2 separate regions of the Mus musculus genome follow, and region 2 is linked to region 1. Evidence: chromatin contacts called from public HiChIP or PLAC-seq data. All regions are on one chromosome and are shown on one strand. The core of a region is the stretch at or near the end of the contact, and the rest is flanking DNA. Distances in the headings are between cores, read along the strand shown. Region 1 overlaps Gm32555 (a long non-coding RNA gene). Region 2 holds the start of Hivep1 (human immunodeficiency virus type I enhancer binding protein 1).

Region 1 (3,478 bases), core at 20-2,519:
ATTTGACGCAGTTAGTGTGATAGATGCTCTGGCCCCTCCCTCTGTCTTGAGTCACCAGCATTTTCCAGGGACAGTTCATAGGTGCCTGCTGGCTTCTCTCTCAGCTGTCCTGCCTGAGTCTTGCATGAGCACAGAATACTGTCCGCTTACCTAGCCAGCGTGCCAGGCATCTGAGAATACATGTGGGGGAATGTTATCATCTCAGGGATGGGGAAGAGAGGTGAATATCACACCTGCCCTGGGCACTGCCCCTCCCTTTGCATCCCTCTACCCATTCCTGTCCCTGTTGCCCCTATTTGTGTTACACCAGGATAACTCGATATGCTTCTTTCTCGCTCATTTCCCCTTTGTCTCAAGGCCACCAGGGATCCGAAACGAAGTCAATCAACAAATGTGACCATGGAATTGCAAAGGCAGATACTCCTTACTTTATGATTTCGAACAGAAGTGTATCCTCAGAGCAGATGTGTGTTTGGAGAATCTTGGGAGACACCATCTTGACAGTGAGGCCTTGGATAAACAGGACTCTGAGGTAAACTCCTAACCCGCCATAGCATGGAAGCACTAGATGCAAAAGGAACTTGCTAGCCTCGTTCAACAGTCCCTCCCCACCCCCACCCCCACCCCCAGTAAACGCAGCAGACACCAAGTCATTTTAAACAACAAACAGCATAAATTAAATTTGAACTGCAGCGTACATGTCATTGTTGGCTCTTTGCAGAATAAATGTGATACAAGCTGAGCAGATCTAAAAGGCAAGTCATTTCCTCTGTTTCTGGGAAAGCCACCTGTAGGTCTCTGTTTACAGGTCTTCAACATCACCCTTGGAGCACCGTCAGGGGCACACAATGGTTCGGCATGGCTTTCCCATTTATACCGCTATTGAGATAAATGAGGCATTCATGGGAAATAAAACAGTAAATGCATGTTACACGTCGGTTCATAAAAGAAGCACGGCTATTCATCCAAAAGAGAAATACCCACATTGAACTCATTAGAGAAATTATGAAAACACCATTTTGTCACAGTCCTACGCAGCTGGGTCTAGTCGAGGTGAGTGGAAGTTAATCAGTCATAAGCAATCAAGAAAATGCCCCGTGGGCTATTTCCTCATAGCCAGCAGCAGCCTACAGTGCCCATACAGAAACCAGGCAGACAGTCCTCAGAGGTGCTAGGGTAGACAAGGCGGGACTTCACTGGCCTCGGAGTCCTTCAGTCTAAAGGAGATGGCCTGTCCGTGAAGACTCACACAGGAAACTCAAGGGTGAAAAGCAGAGACTTAAACCTAATCCAAAACAAAGGATTCCACAGCAACTGTTGGTACTTTCAGTTCCTCAGGGAAATGTGGTTTGGGAGGAAAGACGCACAACACGAAAGGAGAAAGTCAGAATTAGTCTAGGGGATGTTTCTAAGTGATAAAGACATTGCTGTTTTTAAATCAAAGTTGGCTGGAAAATTACCAGACGATCATGGGCACTGATAAATGTCCCTTCGGTGTGCCCTCCATGGCAACTATGGAAGAAAAAGTAATAGGGGAAGGGGGAGAAACCACATGATGAGACTGAGATGAGACTAAAATGAACGCTTGTCTTCCATTTCACAGAAAGAAGGAAGCTTTGAGAGAAGGGACGTGGGGACTTTCTTCATTTAGTCTGGCCGCTTTCCATCTACAGAATGCCATCCCAAAGATTCATTCTGATCGTCTGCTGTCTCATCTGTCGCTAGGTGGGTCTGTGGTGGCTGTGTCTAGAATGGAAGATTCTAGAGGATGAGAGTATGAATTATTCATAGATAATGCAGTTGTATTTGTGGGGCAAAAGGAGAAACAAGCCTCTTTGTGCTGACTGGAGGAGTGGCAGGCAGTTTGCCGTGTTGCCTGTGGTGTTATTGGCAGCATCTCGAGGAGCCTGCTTAAGGCTATCCTATGACGTCACGGGTAGGCATGGTACCCTCTGCCAGTATGGAAGACATCTGGAGGTATTTACCAATCAGTGCATGTTGAATCTGGCCTGTTGGTGAAGTCCAGCAGAACACTACAGAGCACTGTCATTAGGAGAATAAATGTAAGTAAATATAAAATATATGCCAGGGCATCTTTTAATATCCACATATTAAAATGTTGACCTTTTAAAAGAATCAATTCAAAAGTGGTCAAATATTATGTAGATTATGTGGCAAATGACTGAACCTTTGTAGGATATAAAAGTATTGTTTCAGCTTAGTGCTTTGTGTGCACATAGTATATAAAACTTTGGATGAATAAATGTTTTTCTCAGTGAGCTCATACTCTGTTTGTATAGGGATATCAATTACTTTTACAGAGAGTGGTAATTAAACATATAAAACTCACCTATGAGTCAGTATGTCTTTATATACAATTATGTCTAATACAGAAGGTATGCACATATCCATCGTTACTTTGAAATATCCTTAAACATGTCTGTTTCAATAACAGTTGTATGTAGAAATATGTAAAAGGTATACAGCTCCCTCTGACCTGTGTAAGAATTATACACATGCACACATGTTCATCTGTTAGTTACTTTTCTTCATGCTCTGACCAAATACTTAAAAAGTCAGCTCACAGTTTGAGAGTGCAGCCCATCTCTGCAGGGGAAAGTGGTAGCAGGAACGGGAGCTATTGTGTGCATTGATACTGCAGCCAGGAAGCAGGAAGAGGTATGGCTACCCTGTGCTCCACTTACTTTATTCCTTTTGATTCCATCTGGGATTCCAGGCTACCTCAGAATGGTGTCTCTACTCAGAGTGAGCCTTCCACCTTAGTGAGAACCAGACCCCCGGCCCTGGAAACGCTCTTACAGACGCACCCAGGTTTCTCTCCTGGGCAATGCTAAACCCCATCAAGACTAAGCACCCCAATCTGGGTCTTTCTCTTTCTCACTTCATGCAAAAACCATCACCATATCTACGCTCTCACAGTCTGGGCTCACTGAGCAAGAAGGGTCTCCTTCTCATTTGGGGAAGACCATGCATATGCAAATGGATGTATAATCAGCTTTTGGTGCCTCTAAAAGCTACTCAGTATGATCATATTGCTGAGTTTCTTTTTTCTTTTTTTTTTTTTTTTTGATAGTTCTAGGAGATTTTTTTTTTAAGGTATCTTCCTCATTTACATTTCCAATGCTATCCCAAAAGTCCCCCATACCCTCCCTCCCACTCCCCTACCCACCTACTCCCACCTTTTGGCCCTGGCGTTCCCCTATACTGGGGCATATAAAGATTGCAAGTCCAATGGGCCTCTCTTTCCAGTGATGGCCGACTAGGCCATCTTTTGATACATATGCAGCTAGAGTCAAGAGCTCCGGGGTACTGGTTAGTTCATAATGTTGTTCCACCTATAGGGTTGCAGATCCCTTTAGCTCCTTGGGTAATTTCTCTAGCTCCTCCATTGGGGGCCCTGTGATCCATCTAATAGCTGACTGTGAACATCCACTTCTGTGTTTGCTAGGCCCCGGCA
Region 2 (3,572 bases), core at 1,015-3,514, 36 kb after region 1:
GACCGATGCTCTCCCCTAGATGCTCAGCGGGAGAGATAAGGTCAGAGTACCCACAGGACCCTACGTCTCCCAAGGGGCGCAACAAAGACTCTTACTTGGCCTGCTGGATGGAGAGAAAGAGGCCCCTTGGAATCTCTCTGCCTTCCCAGTCTAGAGCCATCATTGGGATCCCCATTGTTCAAGGATTTTTGACAGTTCAAGCTGAAGTTTACCAGTTACCGGGCTGGACGGGTTCACTCATCCAATTCCGTTTATTTGCTATTTGAGGATCTACTATTTACTGTGTCACAAAACAAACCGAAACCAACTACTTAACATTTAACATAGCTGCCTTTCCCTGCATTTTGGTATGGAAAAAAAAAAAAACGCATTTAGACAATTCAGAAAACTTACCAGGAAAGTGTTCTTATATTAACTATCTCAGAGAGAAGTTTTAATACTGGTTTGTTGCTCAAGAAAACACAGTAAAATGACAAATCAAAACCAGATATGCAGTTTTCTCAAACGCTCTTAGCATTGCTGTATCTTGGAGACATCCTGGGTTCATGGATACATTTCTGTTGTCTTCAGCAAATATTGAGTTAAAAATTTCTCTCTGGCACTTAACTTTTTTTTCTTCTCTTTCTGTTTCAAGTAACAAAAACTCGACTTCTGAAGACTTTTTGTTTTTAATCTTAACACATTATCTATGTCTGCATGTTTATCTTTTGGTTCAAACAGCTCGGCTGGGGGAGGGGAACTACATTATATGTTTTATGAATCCTACCCATTGGGTATTTCATTTAATAAAATAGAAGACATCTTACTGGAATATTAAAATGGTACTCTTTCATTGTAAGGCTGACATAGTATTACCCACCACCCGAGCTTTCTAGCTGCATAATCTTTGCTCCTATGACCAAATTTACTTTTTGGTAGGCATATTTTCTTCCTCTGCAAAACATTATTTTTGGCTCTAAGCTTGCCATTACCAAGTATTCCATTTTTAATAATTTCCATTCTGGGGCTTTGTGCTTTTCTTAGCTCCAGCAAGCTAGAGGTAGGACTTCCTCGGGGGATTTTAGGGGTCAACCGTTAGCAGGAACGACCTGGACATCTTTATGAAAGCCTAAGGGAGCAAAACAAGTTTGCACAGATGGTCAGCTGTTAGTGGGCGTATGATCGCTTAACAAAGAATATTTTTGTTTTGCGCCTTTTTTTTTTTAACACCTTATTCTTTCCAACTTTGAGGTGGCCCGTACAATCTTCTATCGGCTTTTTTTTTTTTTTGTGGATGCGTGTAATTTTTAAGTTCAAACTGCTAGTATTATGCCTACCCTTGAAAACCTGCTTCGTTCCCCAGAGTCAGCTCTCCTGATATTTCCAGAAGTTTCCAGTTCCCGTTCTCTAACGCTTTCTAGCAGCCGGGGTCAAACTCTGGTTTGTAATAAATTAGTCTGTCTTCCCTGTTCACTCCCCCAGAGTTCCAGAAGCCTGCTGGGTGGCTCCGCCCCGCACCCCCTCTTCGGCTTCCAAAGTTCCCTCGCGGGTTAGTCCCCAGCTGACAGGCAGCTAAGGAGGGGTTAACTGCGCTCGCCGCTGCTTAGGCTCTGGGAAGCACCGGCTCTCTCCGGAATAACCTTGGCTTTCCTCGGTCTTTTAATAGAACATCCGCCACCAAAAAAGTGGTTTCAGTTTAGGGCTTAATAACACGTCCCCTCTGACCCTCCAAGTCAACAACCCAGCCCCCTTTCATTCTCTCTCTCTTTTTTAAAAGTTATTTTTTAAAGTTAATGCGTTTCAAGTTTCACTATGATTTTCCCCTTCCCTCTACGCGGAGCAGAGGAAACCCCCTTGGGGTCCCCCCTCCCTCCAGGGTCCTCCTCCTCCTCCTCCTCCCTACCAGGGCCAGGGCGAGGGGCGGGGCTGGGAGACACCATGACGTCACCGGGCCGGCCCACAGCCTGCTCTAGAAAGTCAAAAGACGGTAAAGAGAATCCGGCCCCGCCCGGCCCCGCCCCTCCTCCCGGGCCAACCGCCCCCGACTGCGGCCCGGCCGGGCTTCCCCGGGCCGCGGAGCCCCGCCTCCGCTGCCGCCCCGCCCCGCCCCGCCCTTCGGGCCGCGCCTCCTCCTGCGTCCTGGGTCCCCGCGGCGGGGCCTGCGGCGGGCGGGCGGGCGGGCGGGGCGGCAGGGGGCCCCGGGCCGGCTTCACAGGAGCCCGCCCTCCCGCCGCAGCCCCCGCCCCGCCGCCCCCGGGGATCCCCTGCTGCCCCGCCCACGCGCGGGGGGAAGCCGCCGACCTTCGCCCTGGCCGCCCTCGCGCTGCCAGCCGTCCTCACGGACACCCGGGAGAGGTAAAGGCCGCTCTCCCGCCGGGTTCCACTCGGTCCCTCCCGCGCCCAGCTCGCGCCTCGGTGCCCGTCGGGAGGAGGCTCCGCTTGTGCTGATGTCCCGGTTGTCAAGTGCAGCGCAGTTCCCGACGGGTGCGGGGCCGGGCGCGGCGGTGGGGGCGCTGCACCCGGGAGAGCGCGGCGCGGGGGGCGGGGGCCGGGACCACCTCCCCCTGGCGGGCGGGCGCGCGGGTGTGCGTGTGAGTGAGTGTGTGCGCGTGTGCCGGCGCCGACCTTGCGGAGGGGATGCTGCGTGCGGGAGCCGCTTGCCACTTCGGCGGGTCCTGGCCGCACGGGCGGCGGGAGCTGCGGTCCTGCGAGCCCAGCAGGTACGGAGGGCCGGCCTCCTGGTCGCCGCGGCCGCTTCTCGCAGGAGGGCTCGGCGGGGCTGCGGGAGACCAGGCCGCGGCTTCCGCACCTCCCGGCTTTGTGGCTCGCTTTCCCTTTCGGTCTTTGCCCGGAGTGCCTGTTTACTCCGGGCCACCTGGGTAGTTTCCCTCCCCGTAGGGCGCGCGCCCGCCGCTGGTGGGTCGGGGCCGGTGGGTAGGGGCGCGGGGCGGCTTGGGCTCGCCGCGGGGTCGGGCTCCAGCCGGAGTTGCGGCTAGAGAGGGGAGGGGGCTGTGGCGAGGCTGGCGCGAGGAGGAGTCTCAAGGCTGCTGCTCTCGCCGACTCTGTCCTCCTCCTCCTCCTCCTCCTGCTCTCCGCATCCACTCTAGGCTCCTTCCGGAGCTGGCACTTCCATTCCCCCCTCCTTCTGGCATGCGAAGCGCTTTGTTCAGTGCAGCGTTGCAGAGGGGTTTTCCCAGGCTCCGCCCTCCACATTCATTCATGTTTTTTCTCCTTGTGACTGTCTTTACGCTTTTTTGATTGTGTCCTGTTTTTGCACCTTGTAGTATGTATTTCTTTCTCGAGAAAGAATGGTCGATCACTGGTCCTAGTCGCCACGGTGGTGCTGTCGTCTTTGAAAATAACCACTTCTCCACCGCGGATTTAAATGTGGGCTGGACAGCTAGGGACAGGGGGGCTGGAGGCTGCAAAACCGGGTCGCACAAAGCTGTTACAGGTTGGGAATTTGCATATTTTAACATTTAAGCTTGGGAGCTGTGGGAGGTCACGTGATCGGCTTACAATCCGAGTTCACGCTTTAAAAACTTCGTAATATCGTGACCGCTTAAAAGCTTTAGTTTTAATACGGAACGGAA

What was found. HiChIP or PLAC-seq counts read pairs in DNA pulled down with a chosen protein or histone mark.
Region 2: a contact with region 1 is called in an H3K27ac HiChIP or PLAC-seq map of bone marrow-derived dendritic cells, with 3 times the contacts expected there. The contact joins the promoter of Hivep1 here to the enhancer-like site in region 1. A contact is called at or near these places in 1 of 39 promoter capture datasets (pre-B cells), 3 of 484 Hi-C or Micro-C datasets (adipose-derived mesenchymal stem cells, bone marrow-derived dendritic cells and macrophages), 5 of 115 datasets of contacts at active chromatin or transcription factors (bone marrow-derived dendritic cells, embryonic fibroblasts and embryonic stem cells) and 2 of 9 other capture datasets (adipose tissue and pancreatic islet).

The regions. Positions count from the first base shown.
Region 1 is chr13:42,014,517-42,017,994 of GRCm38.p6, forward strand. The region is part of intron 3 of Gm32555 (a long non-coding RNA gene); the gene reads right to left. Among named protein-coding and RNA genes, the nearest start is that of Gm32555, 4.8 kb to the right of the region's middle. Within about 2 kb of position 1,270, at least 24 of the 459 cell types and tissues checked have an H3K27ac peak or open chromatin away from gene starts, as enhancers often do. A contact at or near this core is called in adipose tissue and bone marrow-derived dendritic cells, where this site is marked.
Region 2 is chr13:42,049,757-42,053,328 of GRCm38.p6, forward strand. It overlaps Hivep1 (human immunodeficiency virus type I enhancer binding protein 1), which reads left to right and starts at 2,265. Exons shown (of 9, transcript NM_007772.2): 1 at 2,265-2,334. Gm28707 (a long non-coding RNA gene) reads left to right here. Exons shown (of 2, transcript XR_001780922.2): 2 at 20-811.